2 separate regions of the Sus scrofa genome follow, and region 2 is linked to region 1. Evidence: chromatin contacts called from public Hi-C data. All regions are on one chromosome and are shown on one strand. The core of a region is the stretch at or near the end of the contact, and the rest is flanking DNA. Distances in the headings are between cores, read along the strand shown.

Region 1 (4,596 bases), core at 238-2,737:
ATGGACTGAATTATGTCACTCACAAAATGTAATATGTTGAAGCCCTAACCTCCAAGGTGACTGTATTTAGAGATAGTGCCTTTACAGAGATAATTTAAGGTTAAATGAAATTGCAAAGGTGGGGTCCTAGTCAAAATAAAACTGGTGTCCTTATCAGAAAAGAAAGATAATATGCACTTAAAGAGAATAATATTCACTTAAAGAGAAAAGGACATGTTCGGATACAGACTGAAAGCTGCCATGTGCCAATCAAGAGAGAGGCCTCAGGAGAAACCAAACCTGATCTTGGACTTTCAGCTTCCAGAAAATAAATTGCCGTTTTATAAACAATTCAGTCTGGGATTTTTGGTTATGGCAGCCTTGGCAAACTAGCATATCATGTGTTCAAAAAATATCTAATGACATAAGAAAATCTTTATTTTTATGACATAGACAATACAGAAACCAAAACTCTCTCTCACACACACATTTACACATATAAATTCACATAAAAAGTTGAGCCTTGAACAACACAGCTTTGAACCATGAACGTCCATTATATGTGGATTTTTTTTTTTCAAGAGTACCGCAGTATTACATGATCTGAGGTGGGCTGAATCCACTGCAGATGTGGAACCACGCATAGGGAGGGCTCAGTGTGGGTTTAGACTTATATTTTTGAATGTGCAGAGGGTTATAAAACCTAACCACTTCATATTTCAAAAGTCAGCTGTGTACACAAACACACGCGCATGTAAGAGCTTTACATCAAAATTTTTCTTTGGTAAGGGTGGTTTTTATTGTCTTCCTCATAGTTATGTTTCAAGTTTTCTACAAATAATATATTTTTAAATAATTCTAAAGAAACCTTTAAAAAGTTGAACTGAAATTGTCATTTCTCAGCAATGTTAGAATACTCATAGAAAATGAAACATTATCCTGTTGACATAATAAATGTACAGAACTTTCTATTACACTACTCCATTGCCATTGTTTGTTTTTTCCTGAAAGAGTTATTTTCATAAAACAAGTTTCCTATCTCCACAAAAAAAGTTTAATATAATAAAAGGTGAAAGAATTATTGGAAAGAATTATTAAAGATGGAAAAAAAATGTGAAAAGTAATGCTGTGATGCCAAAATAGCTATTCTAAACATTTGGCTTGCTATGGCTTGCAGTTAAAATTTAAAAATAGCACTTAAATATGCGTGTTAATAACATCCAGAAGGCATTTCTTTCAAGCCTGTTTGGGCTGTTGAAGGGTTTAATTTAACCACAGCATTCATTTATGTCTAGCAGTTAAATTTTTTCTTTTAAGCTCAAAGGAACTGTGAGTTGTAACTATGATCTAATTGGTAAGGAATGAAGAATGTTTTTCATGTTTTATAGACAACATGAATCCAGATCATTTTACAGCAGTAAATTATGAAGCACTCCACTTGCTGTGTCTCCCTGTGGAAGCCAGGGCCTAGCTCATTAAACTATAAAAATAACTTGCTGGGTTCGGCAGCTCCTAGAAAGGCCCTCTGACAAGGTGGGTTATTTTTATTTCGCTAATGCACCTTCACCAGGCAGTCCAGAGCAAGTGAGATTCTTTATGGTCCCCAACTAAATCAATTTATAACTACATCTACATGTCAGAGGGGACGTGCAAAGAACCTAAACTGCTGTATAGGAAGATAATTTATTATTGATTTTTTTCAACTCTTTTTTTTAAAAGCAGCTACAATTCACCGGTTCCTTGGATCTTTTTGCAGTGCAAATGAGCTATATAACACTTCTGATGTGGCAAACCAAGTTTCTGTGGTGAAGGAAAAAGACCAGGGGTCAGAAGTGCCTGGATTCCAGATGACTTCAAGAGAAATAAAGAATGACCATAAAGTCATTTAAAAACAAGGAGCAAAAAAATCATCTGTCAGCCCTGCCCTGTTGTGAAAGATCTTAAAAAATGAAGTGCTAATGATCCGTTGTTTAAATATGCATATTAAATTACCTCTTACTTAATAAATCAGGTACTTAATTTTACTGGAAGAAAAATTACCATAAATTTCATCTTTTTCTGCTGGCCTTAAAGAGTCAAATAACCACTTGTAAGTAATCCAACGATCTTTCCCAAAGCTCAGGAATGAAGGGAGTTAGAAAAAGACTGTGACACAAAATCTGTAGCCTGCAGAGCTTCCCACTGAGCCCTGAAATGATGGATTCTGATCCCTTTACTCTGGTTCTGCAGTGAACACTCTTGTGAGGAATTCACAGTTTCAGCAGCAGTTTCAACTGAACATGCTTCCTTTTCCATGACTGGAATCAGGGCAACGTACTAAGACGGCAGTTTCTAAATTCCACCTACCAGAGAGTTACTGTACATCTATACTTTGTTTTTATTTGACTTTGTAAATGTAATCTCTGTCATCAGAATATTGGCAGGATTCACTGGTAAAATATTCCTGAAGACTACTGAAGAATAATTATCCTGTGGTATAGATTGCGACAAAGTGAAAATGCAAAAAGCCTCATAAACACATTGCAGAGCATTTGAGCAGAAAATCTACCAAAATTCTCCATGGTTCCCACTGCCATTCTTAATATCCCATGTAACCCCAACTGTCAGTGTTATTTTTATATTTCACAAAATTGTGTAAACTTGTTAAAGGCTAAATCTTACTCATAAGTAAGTTGTGCTTTTCCTCCCTTAAGATAGAAAAGTAACTTTTAAAATATAATGCTTTTGTAAGTAAATGAGAATCATGGAATTTTGGCCCCTTGTATGGTCTTATACTCTTGGAATCAGAATATCTGAATTGAATCATGGATTCACCACTTACTAATTTCTTTTTGTTTAGGATTTTTTGTTTTATATCTTGGACTTGGCACTTTTTTTTTTTTTTGGTTTCAGAAACTGTAAAATAGCAATAATAAAAATAACTCCTGTATCTACCAGGAGTTATTTTTAATGCAATTATAAATGGAATTATTTTCTTAATTTCTCTGATAGTTTGTTTTAGTGTATAGAAACACAACAGATTTATGTATATTGATTTTATATTCTGCATTTTTACTGAATTTTTTAGTTTTAAGTTTTTAGTGAAGTCTTAAGGATGTCTATATATAATGTCATGTCATCTACAAGGAATGACAGTTTTAGTCTTCTGTGCCAATTTGGATGCAATTAATTTATTTTTCTTGCTTAATTGCTTTGACTAGGACTTCCAATACTGTGTTGGATAAAAGTGGTTAGAGTGGATGTTTTTGTCTTGTTCCTGATCTTAGAAAGCTTTCAACTTTTCACCATTTGGGTATTGTGTTAGCTCTCAGATTGTCAGATATACCTTTCCTTACTTATGTTGAGGTATGTTTTCTATATACCCACTGTCTTGAGAGTTATTTTTATCATAAATGGATGTTGAATTTTATCATATGCTTTTTCTGCATGTACTGTGAGATGATCAGATGAGTTTTATCTGTTCATGTCATATAGCATGTTGATTTGGAGATGGTCAACCATCCTTGCATCCTTGGAATAAGTACCACTTGATCATAGTGTATGATCATTTCAATGCATTGTTGAATTTGGCTTCCTAACATTTTGTTGATGGTTTTACATCTATGTTCACTTGTGGCATTGGCCTGTAATTTTCTTTTCTTGCAGTGTCCTGGCCTTATAAAATGCGTTTGAAGTGTTCCCTCCTCTTCTATTAATGGAAGAGTTAGAGAAAGAATAGTATTAATTCTTGGAATGTTTTGTAGAATTCACCATGAAGCCATCTGGTCTTGGACTTCTGTTCATTGGGAGATTTTGATAACTGATTCAGCCTTCTTACTAGTAACTGATGAATTGACTATCATAAGATCAGTCTGGAAGGTTGTATATTTCTAGGAATTTATCCATTTCTTCTAGATTGTCAAGTTTCTTGGCATGTAATTATTCCTAGAAATCTCTTACTTCCTTTTTGATTTCTGTGGTATAGGTTGTAATGTGTCCTCTTTCATTTCTGATTTTGAATCCTCTCTTTTTTTCTTGGTGAGTCTAGATGATGATTTGTCAATTTTATTTATCTTTTTCAACCTTATTTATCTTTTCAAAGAATCAGGTTTTGGTTTTATTAATCTTTTCTATCGTTATCGTTTGTTATCGTTATCGTTTGTTTCATTAATTTCCACTCTATCATTTTTATTTCCTTCCTTCTACTAACTTTAAGCTTAATTTGTTCTTCATTTTTTAGTTCCTTGATGTGTAAATTTTAAGTTGCTTATTTGGGATTTTTCTTGTTTCTTGAAGAAGGCAATTATTACTATGAACTTCTGTCTTAGAACTGCTTTTGCTGCATTCCATACACTTCAGATATTCTATTCCCATTTTCATTTGTGGCAGTGTATTTTTTTTTTAAATTATCTTTGGATTTCTTTAGTGACCTATTGGTTGTTCAGTAGAATATTTAACCTCCACATATTTTTGAATTTTCCAGTTTTCTTTTTTGTAATTGATTTTTACTTTTGTACCATCATGGTCTTAAAAAGGGCTTGATATGATTTTAGTGTTTTTAAATTTTTTAAGACTTATTTTGTGACCTAACATCTAATCTATCCTGGAAAATGTTCCATGTGCACTTGGGGAGAATAT
Region 2 (4,455 bases), core at 1,837-4,336, 190 kb before region 1:
AGAACGGCACAAAGAAAACTGATTGTAAAAAATGTTCTTGTTTCTGTATATAAAGTAATATATAGCATATTCCAGACTGTCCAGGTGGAGAGGATGATGGTCTTGCATCATGCTTTTCAAATACATTTAACTACATCAAGGGCACTATGTAGTCAGCACTTAGCTGAACTTCCAATCCAGTTAGATCCATGCTGAAACTGAGTTAACTCTCCTACCTACTCAGGGGAATATTTCTATGTGTTTAAAAAATTAGACAAAATGTACACCAATTTATCTGGCTAACTGTATTTACTCTGAAAATTCTGTGATAACTTTTATAACTTTTAAATTCAGTTGACTGAACTTCATGAAATGCCTGTTCTGGAGTTGCCATTGTGTCTCAGTGGTAATGAACCTAACTAGTATCCATGAGGACATGAGTTCAATCCCTTGGCCTCAGTTTGCTAAGGATCTGGTGTTGATGTGAGCTGTGGTGTAGACTCAAGTCAGATCTGGCCTGGCTGTGGCTGTGGCATTGCATGATACAAAATATGAATCTTATCATTAGGGGTTTAATCAACGGGGAGAGACAGGCAAAACCTTAGTCATGAAATGTGCATATGCTATAAAAGAGGTGAGAGGGCTGTTAGGAATAAAGCAAAGACAGAGTATTTTTTCTGATTGCATGAATGAAGTATGGCTTCAGGAAAGTAGCTGCATTTGGGATAGACATAGATTTGGACATGAAAAAGCTGGTGGTGAAGACATCTCATGAATATGACATCTTTTCATTTGAACTCCAAAGATCTTCTAGAGATAGAGGGGCAGATAGTGTATAGATTAGTAAGAGCCTGGACTATTGTAGGAGGCTCACATACAAACAATTTTCATTTGTATGACCTTACAACATCTACTGTTTGGCTTCTTTCTGTGACTTCTTTATTTTCTAATTTTAATTTTTTTTTTGGCCTTTTTGTTTTTTAGGGCTGCACCTGCAGCATATGGAAGTTCCCAGGCTAGGAGTCCAATCAGAGCTATAGCTGCTGGCCTACACCACAGCCACAGCATCACGGGATCCAAGCTGCATCTGCCACCTATACCACAGCTCACAGCGATGCTGGATCCTTAACCCACTGAGTGAGGCCTGGGATTGAACCTGTGTCCTTATGGACACAGCTTGGGTTTGTTACTACTGAGCGATGATGGGAACTCCCTCTGTGACTTCTTTAAATCACAGTGAGGACACTCTTTTACCTGGCTCACCAATGTCTCTAAGCCTTCTCTTCTGATATACAAAATGGAAGGAAAACACTTAGGAAATACTGCACAGAAGCAACCTGGCATTCTTATCTCACAGTCTAGGCTTTGCTCTCCTACAAGCCTTGCCTTGCCATTCCTTGCAAACATGAGTCAGTAATTCAGACTTATAGTTTAGTTGTTAGCACCAGAGGAGTGGCTAGCGTTGGAGTCTCTAAATTGAGACCTGAGCTGAATACTGTTGTCCAAGCTTCCGAATCCAGGATTATTCCCTCACCAGCTCTTCTCCCCTCACTGACTGTGGTATGTTGGTTAGTCAGCGGATAATGAGGTGTTGGAAGAGCACCTACTCTGACACCAAAAGGAACCACTGTGATCTTAACTGCTTTCTCCTTACGCTGAATGAAGACGTGCTCCATTTACAACAGTGTATTTTAACTCCGCTGTTTTTTAAACTTGGCCTTTGTCTACATGGCCTAGTGTCTACACCATCTCTTGCTTAGCCCAAGGGCCCAAACATTTCTATTTGACCTACAGTTATTAACCTACAACTATAAATACCCATTAGGTTATTACAGTGCTAATTTAATTTCTTCCAAATGAGAAACTCTGAGTATGAAAATTGAAAGCATGTCTAGAAGGTTGGCCAGGTGTAGCCAGATTCTTTGATGTTGATCCCCTTCCCTGGATAGTTGTAGGTTCATAAAAGCTCAGTAATCTTTGAAAACTTTTCTGTCACCATTGATTCTGTTAGAATTTTTTACTGAATTTCTCACATAAACATTACATTATGAAAATAATCATTTCAGTGACAAAACGAGGTTTCAGGCTTATAATTATTATATTTTTCCCATTGCAATGTCTTCAATAGTTATTTCGTTCACTAGAAGTGAGTTTTGTTATTGTCATCTAAAAGTAATATTTTCATTCTTCAAAACTGACACATGCACACCTGAATGTTTCCTCATTTGTCTCTCATACCACTTCTAAGAAGTCTCTTGGTTTTCTTGATCATCTTTGAATTTGATCTTATAATTCTGCTTGTAGCTCACTTTAACATAAACAGAAGAATAAAGGAAGTTGTCACCAACAGAGCAGTCCACAGTTAAACAAGGCAGTAATATGTTCTAAATGTCATGAAATATATTTTACTACTCTGGCGGGGTGTGAGATCCAGATGGCAAAAACTCTAGCAGTCAAATCTTGGTATATGTGGGAATCATTAGGGTGTTTTTAAAATGTGTAGGTTCCTGGTCTGATCGCTCATGTATTCACTACAGTAGGTTTAGGTGGGAGGCAGAAGTCTACACTTGAATTTTTATCATGCTCTTAGATGGTTCTGGTTTGGTTGGTTTGCAGAGCACTTTGAGGAAAAAATGCAAAAGTGTCTACTCATAATTAATCAGCCTCTTGATATATAATTTAAGTTTTTATTTAGTTAATCCTATAGGAGAAGAGCGTTGACTTTTGTGGCTTGGAACACAGATCTAAATTTGCGACTGAGAAAAACACTTAAGTGCCCACAGTGTCCTGTGTTTTGTCCTTTCAGTGCAGTTATGAATCAAACTGGAAGCCCTTTGAAAATTTCCAATAGGCTGTGAAACACACTTTAAGAATCACTTTTCTCAGCTGTCTTAAAATTATGGCTGGATGCCCAGAAGCTGATAGTTAACAAGCATGGAAATATATCTACTTGAAATCTTACAAGTAAAAACAACTTTGGGAAGCCAGTTCCCACTTTGGTACTTGGCACTGGATGAAAGTTTCACATCCACATTGGAGATCCTCATTCAAAGACAGAGACACTTCAATATTCACATTAATTTCTTTTACTAAAAATAACAGCCAAAGAATGTGCAGCTGAAGTTGATCCCTGGCGGCATTTAGTTTGTTTACACTCTGTCTTGGCTGTGCCCATTATACATGTCTGCAGCCTTTCCACATACTTAGAGGAGCCACATAGATTATAATCTAATTATAGGGAAGTATAAAAACAAATATCTCTGCAAGCAAATACTGAAATACTTTAAAGTCAACAAAAGCTATAATTGCTCAGATTTAAAAGCAGCATGTGAGTAAGCAAATACATAGAAAAGTGTAAAATTACGTGACCTCAGGTGATTTCTGTATTTCATTTTTATACTCTTAAAACATTTTTTATTGCAGAATAATTGACATAAAAATCTGCACAGATTTGAAGTGTATATGTTTATAAGTTTTAAGATATGTGTATGCCTGTGACACTACTGCCACAATTAAAGTAATGAGCAGATCTATCATTTCCATAAATTTCTTTGTGCCCTTTTGTAATCTTCCCACTTGCTCCTTGTTCTCTGTTCATCCTCAGGCAATCATTAATCTGTTTTCTGTCTTTACACATTAGTTGATATTTCCTAAGATTATATATATGGAATCATATAATATGTATTCCATTTTGTGATTTCTTTTATTCAGCATAATTATTTTGAGATTCATCTATGTTGGTGTATATATAACTTGTATGAAATAGTATACTTTGATTTTTCTTGTCCTGACCTTTGTGCTATTTTTGTCATACTTTTACATGTTATAAACCCCACTACATTATTTTCATTTTTTGTGTAAACAGTTATCTACTACAAATATCTAAATGATAAGAAAAAAGTATAATTTACCTATTTTCAGGTTTTGAAAATTTCTCTTGATTTTTTTTTTTCCCCTATTTGACCTAGGAATTATCTAGAAGTGTATTGTTTGGTTTCTAAGTGTTTGAAGATTTTAAAGTTATCATTTTGTTATTGATTTCAGTTTTATTCTCTGGTATTTGGAGGATGCACTCTACACAGTTTCATTTCTTTTACATTTATGGACTGGGATATGGTCTGTCATGGTATGTGTTTATTTCATACACACTTGAAAAGCATGTGCAATCTGTCCTTGTGAGGTGTAGTGCTCTATTAAGATGTTGATTTGATCCTGGTTGGTGTTGTTGAATTCTGTATTCTTGCTGATTTTCTGTGTAGCTGCTCTGTCAATTATTGGGAGAGTGGTGTTGAAGTATTCATTATGGATTTGTCCATTTCTCCTTTCACTTTTATCAGTTTTGCTTCATATATTTCATAGCTCTCTTGGTAGCTGCATACACATTTAAGATTGCTACATCTTCTTAGTCTATTGACCCTTTCATCATTACATAATGTTCCTTTTGGGGGCTGGTGATTTTATTTTTTTGTACCAAAG

Evidence for each region. A called contact is a pair of places that touch in the nucleus more often than the background predicts.
Region 2: a Hi-C map of skeletal muscle shows a contact between it and region 1, with 4 times the contacts expected there. The contact joins two enhancer-like sites. A contact is called at or near these places in 2 of 47 Hi-C or Micro-C datasets (both in skeletal muscle) and 1 of 2 datasets of contacts at active chromatin or transcription factors (skeletal muscle).

The regions. Positions count from the first base shown.
Region 1 is chr2:127,412,197-127,416,792 of Sscrofa11.1, reverse strand. No RefSeq gene overlaps it. Among named protein-coding and RNA genes, the nearest start is that of CSNK1G3, 400 kb to the right of the region's middle. Within about 2 kb of position 1,487, at least 10 of the 83 cell types and tissues checked have an H3K27ac peak or open chromatin away from gene starts, as enhancers often do. A contact at or near this core is called in skeletal muscle, where this site is marked.
Region 2 is chr2:127,603,017-127,607,471 of Sscrofa11.1, reverse strand. No RefSeq gene overlaps it. Among named protein-coding and RNA genes, the nearest start is that of ZNF608, 550 kb to the left of the region's middle. Within about 2 kb of position 3,086, at least 2 of the 83 cell types and tissues checked have an H3K27ac peak or open chromatin away from gene starts, as enhancers often do. A contact at or near this core is called in skeletal muscle, where this site is marked.